Regions from separate parts of the Xenopus tropicalis genome. Here region 2 is linked to region 1. Evidence: chromatin contacts called from public Hi-C data. All regions are on one chromosome and are shown on one strand. Each heading gives the region's core, a stretch centred on a gene start, on an enhancer-like site or on the middle of the called end of the contact. The rest is flanking DNA. Distances are from core to core; before and after follow the strand shown.

Region 1 (6,010 bases), core at 907-3,406:
GCGCATTTGAAGAATTGCAGAGTTTCAGAGCACCTCCCTTCCTTCCCCTTCAGCTCTGGGTGTTGCTGTCTCTTGTTTTTGTTGTAGTCTTTTCTAGGTGGAGTGCCTTTTAGCAGATGTGCCATGTGCACACCTCTCCCTCCCAGAAACCCCAAAAAACAAAAACCAGGTTCCTCCCAAGGCTGGGCAGCAGTGTGGTGAGCTTGTCTCTGTGCCCATCTGTACACTCAGGAAAGAGATGGCAGGAGTCTCTAAAATCAGGAGGGAAGAAAAAAAAAATAATAATTCACAGCCGTGCAGGAAATTAAAAAATTGTTCACTATCAACTCAGACGAGCCAGTCCCTTATCAGCATTGTATTAATCTGTATTTGTATTTACTGTTAGTATAAGGCTTCTCCTTGTTGTACATTGCTGGGGGCAGAGATCTACATAGCAAGTTTAATCGGCTGTATTTATCAATCAGTAATTCAGGCAGCTATATTTCTTTCATATTAAACTACACTGATGGGGAGACAAATAAACCAAATGGAGAGGTTCATACAGAGTTTATACAATTCTTGGCTGTGAAGATTTCCTGGCAAGACTGACAAGTATTGGGCTGCCAATATGGGTCAAGAGAAACAGAATTGGTGGCCAATTTCTGCTCATATATGAGTACCATCAAGTCGCTCTCAGACCAGCAATACTACATAAAAAGCTAAAAAATGAGGGCTAATAGATATTTATGTATAATTCACAAAAGCCAAGAATAATGAGTTATATATACAGTATATCGATATATAAAGCAGCTACTTACAGTATATATCTAACTTGAAGTTTTGTTATTTTCCCACGGTATATCCATATAATTTACAACAGAGGGTATATAATTTCTTATATGTATGTGGGGCCTCTCATCACTTTCAAAAAATAACTATGGGTAATGGTGCTTAAAGCACACATTGCGGGGACCTCTGCCCGGAACACCTCAAGGACTCAACCTATGACCACTAGGTGTAGGCAGTCAAAGCAACTACTGTCCCATTGCCCAGAGAAAGATATAAAACTTATTCATTCTTTAACTGAACAGAAAATGGTAAAGAATATGGATAGCATATACTTCCATTCCTCATGTGGTTTTGCATCAGGCCTTTTTTTATTTTTGTAGCCCAAACAAGTGGGGCCAAAATACCCCAAAATCACACAGCAGTGAGCTCTCATTATCCTAAAAGTGCTTTTCGAAGCTCTTGTCCAATGATTCCCCTATTACTGAACTACTAAAATACATGGTATGCAAAATGCCCCAAATCACCCGGAGTCTTTTTTCCCTACGAGCTACATCACACAGGGCATTTAAGTCTCCATGCAAGGCTCTCTTTCCAGTGGGGAAGCATACCAACAGAACCCATAACCCCTAAAAGTTTACACAGGCACATTTTCTGAGCCCAATCTGCTATCAAACAGCAGACACATGACAGATAAAAGAAACAAAACCATTCAAGGTTGCAGTATGCCCAACCGAAGATTTTATTGGTGTACAACTCACATCCCGGACTGGATATCTGCCAGCTATTATACAAAATGAAAGAAACATATATCTTTATAATTGCAAGCACACCCTATGTAAGTGATTCTAATTATAACTTGCTTTACTAGTTGTCCTAACATTCTTACATATCAGCCCCTACCCTGGCGATCCAAAGCACTGAATACATTGCTGGGTGCTCCACTTTAGGCTTCACCTCTCAGTAAGACCTTCCTACCTGTCAGTGACCAGCACCTCATCTATCCTACAAGGCAGACTCTAGAGTTAGTAATGTAATCCAATTGCCTCCCTAACGTTCCTCACACCACCCATAGAGTGTGGGAAATATAAGCTGCTTATCGGCACTGCCATGCTGCATTGGGGGGTTAAAGAGTAACTAAGAGGAAACTTTGGAGCTCAGCTTGATTCCATTTGCTGCTGGGTTGGTGAGCAGGATAGCAGCCTCCTAGACTTTAATCAGGTCTGTGGAGGAAGGGAGGAGGCAGCGGCGGCAGCAGCAGCAGCAGGGGTGAGGCTGCATGCTCTGTAAATATATATTTATGAAAGTGTCAATGTTGACTCGTCCAAAACCTCCACCCTAATCCTCCCTCCACCCATGGGGCTGGAGCTGCCCCACCCTGCCGGCTGTTGCTAGTGTGCAGCTCTGATGATTATCCCTCCCTCCCTGGCTGAGTTTCCCATCCCTTAGAGGCTTGTCCCTAACCCTGAGGCTTCAGCAGCCACACACCGGCGTCCTGCTCATGTGAGAGACACAAAGTAAAGCTGAGCCGCTGGGAGCCAGTGCCTGCTCTCACGCCGGGACCTCTGCACTTAGCGGCCCTTTCTCTGCTCACTACAGGACGAGTAATAGGAATATTTATCTGAGGATAGAGAAGATTCACTTTCTCCCCCCTCTCCCTGTATCACAGTAAGTGTCTTTCTTACAAAGTGCTGCTGTTTGTTAGTTGTAGGACCTGGAGAGTCAGGAGGTTCTACTGAAGCTGGTGGTGGGTATCTGGTAACAGGGGTGGGGGGTAATTATTGCCTGGGTCTGTTGGGGTGGGGGGAGTCACCTGGTGCTTATGGATGTGACCTCTTTCCATGCTGGATTAAGGAGACACATGACCTGCTGTTGGGAGAAGGAATCTGCCTGCTGAGTGGAGCTTAGTCTGTGCCTCTCCGGCTGGCACTAATCACCTGGCTGTCTGTGGCGGGCACGATTCCCAGGACACACTGAAGTTGCCATCAGCTGACACAGTGCTGGGTGCACATTGGTCTCTCCATGTTTCATTCCGGAGAAATGCTCTGCGGGAACAGGCTGCTTAACAAAACACTGATTGATGAGGGGCTTTAAATGAGCACACAGTGCTTGTCAGTGCCCTGGGACCCTGAGCAGCGGTGCGGCCACTGTCCCACAGGCACTCATTGTGCTCCGGCCAATACCTCACTGGCATAAAGGGCATCACTGTGTCACACTGGCACATTTTAATGGAATTTCAACCTAAAAAATGAACTATTATCATGGCGCAGCCTGCAGTAATCTAAGCAATTATTCAGTTTTTCTTTCTTTTCATTTTGGGATTTTATTTTGGAAATGACTGCCCCCAAAAAAATTATTTTGTTTAAACATTATTTTTAAACTATTATTTGTGTATTCTTTCCTTTCCTGTTTAACCTTAAATCCACCAACTGACTGCCATATATCGAAATCATTCATTACTAATATCTAGCGTTCATATTGTATGTGCCCCTCAGTACAGAGCTGGATACTCACTAGTGCTGGTATATAGGGTTAATATATTCACACCTTGTTTGTACACTTTCTTTACCTATTGGCGATGGATTATTACACTAAATTTTAGAGAACATGATGGAATCAAATTTAAATTTTTTTTTAAATAAAAGTTTCAGTAAAAATACATGAAAAACACGTCTGAATTGTTTGTTAAAATATTGTTGTTAAAATATAATCCTACGGGAATAATTTTAAATTCATTGGTGGCACAGGCATTAACCCTTGCCCTACAGCAAGTTCAGTGCTACGGGATAAGGGGTACCCCGTTGTACTTCTGTGTAGCTATTTCTAAATGGCAGCATCGAGCAGGATCCTGAAGGCTGACAGGGGTTGCTGGGAGTTGTTGTTTAACTCCGCTTGCGGTGGGTGAGCACCTCTACCGGATCATATAAATAGAAATGCTATGGGTAAATGTATAATGATCTGTGATTTCACCCCCTAAACTCCAACAATCATCATTGAATTCCAGTCAACCCCTAGTTTGTCAAGGGATTCAAGCACAGTATCCAAGGCTATTGTGATACTAATATCTACAGTCAGTATTAATGTTTGTATATATAGTTTATGTATGTGAGTGTATAGGTTGTGTGTGCTGGGTTTACTTGGAAGGGTTGAACTTGATGGACTCTGGTCTTTTTTCAACCCTATGTAACTATGTTCAGCAGCAGCTGGAATGATACTGTCTGCAAATCACATTTTTGATTGAAAGTGTTAACGAAAAAAATGTTTTTTCCCTGCGACTGTGTGTGTATTAAAAGCTATTTGTGTAATGTGTCATAGGGCAGATACACAACAGAGTACCTTGGAACTTTTATCAGCGAGCGCTAATGTGTATATATTAACATGTACATACTGATAAGCTACGATTAACCTGTGTGCACAGCTGCGTGAAACATATTTATTTAAAAAGAAAATAAAAGTGACGTACACCTATTTTTTTTCCCCTCTCATATAAAGAGAGGGATGGGGCATTTATGTCATATCAAGAAAGGGATGGGGCATTTATAGCTTGATATACTATTTTAAAGTAAATTCCATTACAGACACACAGTGTCGCTTTATGGTTATTCCTTTTGTACCTGCCAGAAAAGCAGAGAACGTACTTCACTTTTTTTTACCATTTGTGGAAGGTCCCACACAGAATGTGGTAGCAGTGCGGTTTCGCTCCTCTGATGGTGTGCTTTGAGGCTGATGTTTGCACTTGATTTTTATCACTTGACTATCTTTCCAGTTTGGAGTTGTTGTCTATTTGATGTTGTAATAACTAAAAAAAAAGCAGACTTTGCCCTCTCCCTGTCCTTCACTCATGTGGGCGAAGCTGTGCTGGGATGAGGTGTTTGTATCAGAAAGGGGGGCTACTCGGGCCCTACTGTGGGGCCCTACAGGGAAGCAGGGAAGAGATTAACTACAAACTGTGTGTTTGACTGGCATGACATGATTCCTGGGACATTTGATACCATTACCTTTTATACCAGGAAACCCAACTGCTCTGTGTAAAGTTGGTAACAAAATCTCAGATATGTTATAATGAGTGCATTTGTCTCTCCCTTTTGAGCATTTTTGGTGTGTGCCACGGCTGATTGGCCAAAAAAAAACAAAACAAAAAAAAAACAGGTTGACTGATTCGTTTCAGTGAGTGTACTGAGGCTCATCAGACTGTATCACCTTTTTGGAGAGTATTCATGGGTTCATTGAAGTGACCACTTGGAGGGACCAGTACAATTTGCCTACTGGGATCTTGGGTGCAATCCCAAATATGGTACAATTCACATGGAGTCTGAATTATCTCCATCATTATTCCCCTACTTGCTTTTATTTACTTCCACATTACAAATTATACTGGTATAGTAATTGGCTTGTGGTGTACCTGTTCACATTCTATGTGTTTATGACCATACTAGGGAAATTAAACTTTAAGTTCCACTGTACCAGGGACTGATGGTAATGAAGAGCAATCTATGTAATGGATTAGAAAATTAGGAGTTCCAGTCAGACATTCACAGCCAGGATTCTAATGACTTGATATTCAAATGCCACCATCTGAAGTAGCCCAAAGTATTTGTGACATTACCACTGGGGATGATGGGAAGTGCAGTTCAATGACACCTAGTGTTAAATTGCTTAACCAACACTTGGCTTGACTGATTTTGTTGTAAGAAGCTGAAATCAAAAAGACCAGACAGATCAGTTTTATTTTCTAGCATGAAAACAATGCAAAGTTTTGCTTGTAACTAAGGAAAATAAGAAATAGGGTCTGAGCACTGATATCCCTCACACTGTACTGGCTGTCAGTGTCACTTCGTTTGTGTGTGCTGGTGGAATGCTGTGCATGTATTTGTATATATAACAGAGCTCTCTTACTGGCAGCCTGCATCATCTGGATGGCCCTTTCCTGGTTTTCATGCATTCCCTGTCCACTAGCTGTAGGGGCCATCTCTGGTTTCCATGCACTCTGTCCATGTTCTGAGTCAAACTCTTTCCTGGCTTCTGTGCACTTCCTGATCACATATCGTGTCTGTAGGGCCCTTCTTTGATTTCCAGGCACCCTATTTGTGTTAGGGAAAACATCCTGTCTGCATACAAAGTCTGTAGGGCCCATTACTGGCTTCCAAGCTCTCTCTGTCTGTATTCCAAGTGTTTTGAGCCCTTCTTTGACTTCCATGCACTCAGACCATTTTTTAAGTCTGTAAGTCTGTAGGGCCCTTCTATG
Region 2 (6,010 bases), core at 2,376-4,875, 47 kb after region 1:
CATCATCATAACCGGTGTCTTGGCTATTCATATTCAGAGGATCCTCTACTGCCTGGTAAGCAGCTACCCCAAGGGAGGGGCAAGGTACCGGGAAAGCCCGTCTCCCATAGACTCCATTTTAATCAAATAATTCAGAATTTTAAAACTTATTTCCTTTTTCTCTGTAATAATAAAACAGTACCTTGTACTTGATCCCAGCTTATTGGATGCAAAGCAATCCTATTGGGTTTAATGAAAGTTTTATTAATTTTTTAGTAGACAAATTAAGGAAAGACCCCTTATCCGGAATACCCTTGGTCCCGAGCATTCTGGATAATGGGTCCTATACCTGTACCGACTATTGGTGGTTCTTAAAAATATTCTCGAGTATATCTGCATTCATATTTTCTTGAATCATGAAAAAAAGCCAAACTCAAATTTTGATAAATCAGCACCTAAGATGTAATATACCCCATATTGAATAAATGTCTAATAAACATATGCATACATAAGAATATAAATATAAACCTAAATATGAAAAATAACTCAAAAAAGATGGAAGGACTGAAATGAAGCTTTTCTATCTCCTCAGATAGATGTGGCATTGTTACATATTCACACAGAGAATCCAAAGGATTCTGTTTAATCTGACTGGCATCAAGGGTAATTTAGATCCGCATAGATAGCCAATCGAAATTAACCAGCAGGCTGAGAATATATATCACTATACAGGTATAGGATCCTTTATCTGGAAACCCGTTATCCAGAAAGCTCCGAATTACAAAAAGGCCGTCTCCCATTGACTCAGAATTTTAAAGCCAATTTCCTTTTTCTCTGTAGAAATAAAACAGCACCTTTTAATTGATCCCAACTAATATATAAATAATCCTTATTGGGGGCAAAACAATCCTATTGGGTTTAATTAATGTTTTATTGATTTTTTAGTAGACTTAGGGGCACATTTACTAACCCACGAACGGGCCGAATGCGTCCGATTTTTTCGTAATGATCGGTAATTTTGCGATTTTTTCGGCGTCTTTACGATTTTTGCGTAAAAACGTGAGTTTTTCTGCGTCTTTACGTTTTTGCGTAAAAACGCGAGTTTTTCGGCGTCTTTACGCTTTTTGCGTAAAAACGCGAGTTTTTCGTAGCCATTACGAAAGTTGCGCAAAGTCGCGATTTTTTCGTAGCGTTTCCTTGCGCGAAACGTCGTGCCTTTTAAGTTTTAACACTACGAAAAAGGCGCGACTTTGCGCGCAAGTGTTAACGCTACAAAAAAATCGCGACTTTGCGCAACTTTCGCAAAGACGCCGAAAAACTCACGTTTTTACACAAAAATCATAAAGACGCCGAAAAACTCGCGTTTTTACGCAAAAATCGTAAGGACGCCGAAAAAATCGCAAAAAATCCGAAAAAGTTGCAAAATGTTCGTTTCCAATCGGAATTTTTCCAATTCGGATTCTAAATCGTGTCTTAGTAAATCAGCCCCTTAAGGTATGGAGATCCAAATTACAGAAAAACCTTTTATCCGGAATACCCTTGGTCCCGAGCATTCTGGATAACGGGTCCTATACCTGTATTACTATTCGGAAATGTAGGCCCAACAATGGGCCTTATTTAGCAACTCAAAGCACCTGGGCAGCGATTGATCATTTTTTATTTTTCCTGGTATTACATTGTTTATTAGCTCAATAATCTGCAATTTCAGCAGTTATCTGGTTGCTAGGGTCCAGTTTACCCTAACAACCAGGCAGTGGTTTGAATGAGAAAAAGTAGTATGAATAGGGGAGGGACTGAGTAGAATGATAAGTAATAAAAAGTAACAATAACAATAAAATCGTAGCCTCACAGAGCAATAGTTTGTAGGTTGTCATTGACCACCATATGCAAACTGGAAAAAGGCATTAGAGAAAGTCAAATAATTCAACAACACCAATCGCAAAGGTTCTGAGACTAGGGTTATTTTAACATAAAGGAAAGCAAGTAGAGCTGTTCACCTTTATTAAGGCAACCTGGGATCCTTTGATGTGAAGCTTACAATTTAGATTTGGTGTACAGGTCACGGAGAAGTAAATTTACTTACCGTATATACTCGAGTATAAGCCGAGTTTTCCAGCACGCAAAATGTGTTAAAAAAGGAATCCTCGGCTTATAGTTGAGTCAAATAGGAGAACTGCTGAATTACTTGCCCATCCGTTCCACGATCATGCACGCAGCGCGCTCCACCACCCCAGTGCGGCACCGATCATGCATGGTGGCGCGATGCATCATGCGTGCATGATCGGGCGCCGTGCGGGGGGGGGGGTTTGCGCATGATTGGCCACCGGATGTGCCAGCGCGCATAATCGGACGCCGGATGTGCTGGTAGGACAAGTAATCCAGCAGTGCTCCTATACGGCACATAGCGTTACTTAATACATAATACAGATATCAATGTCCAAAATTGAATTTGAATGGTTAAATGCTGTATGAATTGGCACAATAAGTAAGTGTTACCAGACAAATTTGCTTGTGTATAAGGCTGACTTTAGCTTAACCCACAAAGTCCAAGCAGCACGGTGTAGCAGCAACATTATCCTTGTCAATAGTGGAAGATCCAAGTAGGATATATCTGCTAGCTGACCCCTCAGTTGCCCATCAGCCATACTTGCTTGCATCATGTTCTGGCGCTTAGTTATGTCACTAGTGTCAGGTGAATTACTGAAAAAAGTTTGTTTTTTTAGGGGGGGATTGCATGCTGTACCACCTACGTTTATTAATATGGTAGTCATGTAAGCACTTGTGAGTGTCCTTTTATTAAATAATTCGATTGTTAAAACTTAGCAGTAGCGGCTGCATTTCCCACCCTAGGCTTATACTCGAGTCAATAAGTTTTTCCAGTTTTCTTAGGTAAAATTAGGTACCTCGGCTTATATTCGGATCGGCTTATACTCGAGTATATACGGTATCTTATTGACATAAGAGACCAATCATATTAGTGATGGGTATTTGCAGATCTGACTTATGTTGTATTTACTAGTACAGATACATTTAGATTTTGGATAGAGGGCAACGCTGGGAGCCACATAAAGCCTGCAGGCACTGGCATTGCTAGACCAACATGGCTCCCTGTGTGAGATTTGGTCCAAGTATTTACTTCTTGTTGACCCTAGTCACTCATGCCCCTCTACCCACTATCACTTCCACCCCTTGTATTCACTAGTTAATAACACATCAATGCTAAATTCCACAGTGGCCCCTTCATGCTGTGGCACAAAATGTCATTCTTAGGACCTAGTGCACCAATATTTTCCATCCCTCTCAGAAGGGACCCAAATCAGCTTAGAAAACTAAATGAGGCGTATGTTCCCTAACAGCTTTGTCAGTGTGTAGTTTAGGAATATCCTTTTTTTTACATAAAAAATGCCACTGCTCCATGTCCCAGCATGTCTCCCATAATCCCCTCCATGAGCAGCTCCCCACCTAGCCAGTCTCATAATGTCTAAGTCCAGCACTCCTGGGGGCACTATATTCGGACGCTGGGTGTCTATCTGTGCTGTCAATGTGACGGCAAGGGGACTGGGGTTCACTGCTGTACTTATGAAAGTGTACAATAATCTCATCTGGATAAACCAGGGCTATCCAACAAATGGCACTTCGGCTGCTGCAGTTGCATGACAAATCATTTTGTTCCTTGTATTTCTGAGCACACATTGCCACCAAGTGGCTCTCACAGTAAATGTCATTTCAAGGAATATGTGACGATACTTAAAATGTATGAAGAGAAAATACATGTACACTCAGAACACATGGGTACAAATTAAATTAAACATTTAAAGAAAAAGTAAGCCTTTAAAATAAGTTGATGTAAAACTGATGAGAGTGCTATGCTAAGCACTTCTGCAATATAAATTCATTTTTTTTTTATTCCAAGATATTAAGGGTGAAGTAGTTAAGATGAATGCATTTTGTTACAGCGCCACCTGCTGGTCACTTTCAGAACATTAACTAGTCGAGGAGAAAGAAAGAGGGTTGATCTGATATTCTTCTGGTTAGGAAAGACATTAGAAACCTCAGATAACACATTTTTCCTAAACAGAAGAACATCAGATCAAGCCTGTTTCTTTCTCCTGACAACTTCCTGACTACATCCTTGACTACTTTATGTTCTGAAAGTGACCAGCAGGTGGCGCTGTAACAAAAAGCAATAATGTCCATCAATTTCCCAGCATTTAGACGAAGAATGGGAAGTATCAGGGGTACAGACTCCGATCTGGAAAATTACATATGCATCAACTATCATGTTCCTTGTTGTTGTTTCCTACTTTTCACTTGCAAAATTAACTAAATATGTAATTTTCCAAGGCATGTCCAAAGTTTTTCATCAAGGGTCTAATATAAAATCAGAGAAATTGGGATTAATCAGTGGGACTGAGTAAACCGGAGTGGAAATGCATAACTTTATGGTGGCCCTTCAACAAATTCTCTGATTCATCAACAGATTTTAACAGATTCTAATTTCCCTTGAAATTAGAAACTCAATTTTACAAAAAATGTATATATAGGATAGATATATATATATATATATATATATATATATATATATATATATATATATATATATATATATATATATATATATATATATATATATATATATATATATATATATATATATATATATATATATATATAGGATAAGTGCAGATAGTTTGGGCGCTTGAAAAGTTAAAGAAAACATATTTAGGGCTCACAAACCTAAAGCTAATGTCACACCAGTGAAGAAACCACTAATTTGAGCCACTACCGACCCATGTGAAACTGCAGTGACAGAAATACAATCCACCTATCACTAGACACAAGGGGCGGCTTTCATTCTTGTCCTTGCAGCCTAAGATTGCTTCAAGAGTAATGACATCACTGATGCACGTGACTGCAGGTCTTGCAACAAATAGCACCATCCAACTGCTGGTATCAGCATGGTTTACTGTCAGGTTAATTCATTTTTGTTAAGTGATCTGACAGTTAGTGAAATTACTATAAAGGTGCCCATACACCTTAAGATCCGCTCACTTGGCGATGTCGCCAAGCGAGCAGATCTTCTCCCATTATCCCCCACCTACGGGTGGGCGATATCAGGAGAATCCAGGCTAATACGGTCGTTTGGCCCTGGGGTATAGGCAAAGTCGGTTCGGGGACTGCATCAAGGAGCTGATGCGGTCCCCGATCCGACTAGATTTTTTAACCTGCCTGCCTGCCCATCGGTAGTGCCCGTCGGTAGTGCCCATACACGGGCCGATTAGCTGCCGAATGTGTCTAAGGGACCAATATCGGCCCGTGTATGGGGACTTTTAGTCTTCTTCCTTAAGGGAAATGGCGAGATTTGTCACCAACGGAAAATCTGTACTACAGATGAAGCGCTGGGTATCCCAAAACTTAACTAGTTACAAACAGGATAGCCTGTGTTATCTTGTGTTATCTCATGCCATCTCCCTGCTGTGTCAGGATAAAAAAGGCCTTCTTAGGCTGTTATTCTGTTTTCAGACAGCCGCTGGTGTCTGGAGAGTTAACATGCACAGTATGGGGTCCACTTTGACACCAGGCTTCTCCTGCCTTATCTTTATGTTCTTTTTTTCTGGAATGTGGGAAGCGCTAAGAGTGATTAAGATGACCCCCTGGTAAAAGCAAATAGAGCACTAGTCTCTGCTGTGGGTAATTATACACTGGGCTGTTTCTGGGCACTGCATCAACCTAGGTGCAGACAATCACAGCCTTCATGTGCCTGTAGCTACACAGAGTGAAGATTGGGCTGAAAATGCAAAAGCAGGCATTTTCGGGGCGATCTCCACTTCCGCTGTACTCCATGTAGCTGACTTCTGCCAGCATTGCCCCCTGCGTTCTTTGACAAATCCAGTTGGTGCAACGTATATCAGGCACATAATCATATATTTTTAATACTGTAGTTTGGCATTTTTCCCTTCTCTCTTCGCACATTATGCAATTTTGTTTTCTTCAATAGTTTAACTATTAGAGCTCCCAGATCCCTGCAAAG

The links. Hi-C and Micro-C count contacts between places; a contact is called where the count stands out from the background.
Region 2: a Hi-C map of liver shows a contact between it and region 1, with 2.1 times the contacts expected there. The contact joins the enhancer-like site here to the promoter of klf3 in region 1. A contact is called at or near these places in 2 of 5 Hi-C or Micro-C datasets (brain and liver).

What each region holds. Positions count from the first base shown.
Region 1 is chr1:35,671,427-35,677,436 of UCB_Xtro_10.0, forward strand. klf3 (Krueppel-like factor 3) reads left to right here and starts at 2,157. Exons shown (of 6, transcript XM_002938648.5): 1 at 2,157-2,433. LOC105945533 (a long non-coding RNA gene) reads right to left here and starts at 3,096. Exons shown (of 2, transcript XR_001169092.3): 1 at 2,579-3,096; 2 at 1-251.
Region 2 is chr1:35,716,871-35,722,880 of UCB_Xtro_10.0, forward strand. No RefSeq gene overlaps it. Among named protein-coding and RNA genes, the nearest start is that of tmem128l, 21 kb to the right of the region's middle. Within about 2 kb of position 3,626, at least 1 of the 11 cell types and tissues checked has an H3K27ac peak or open chromatin away from gene starts, as enhancers often do. A contact at or near this core is called in liver, where this site is marked.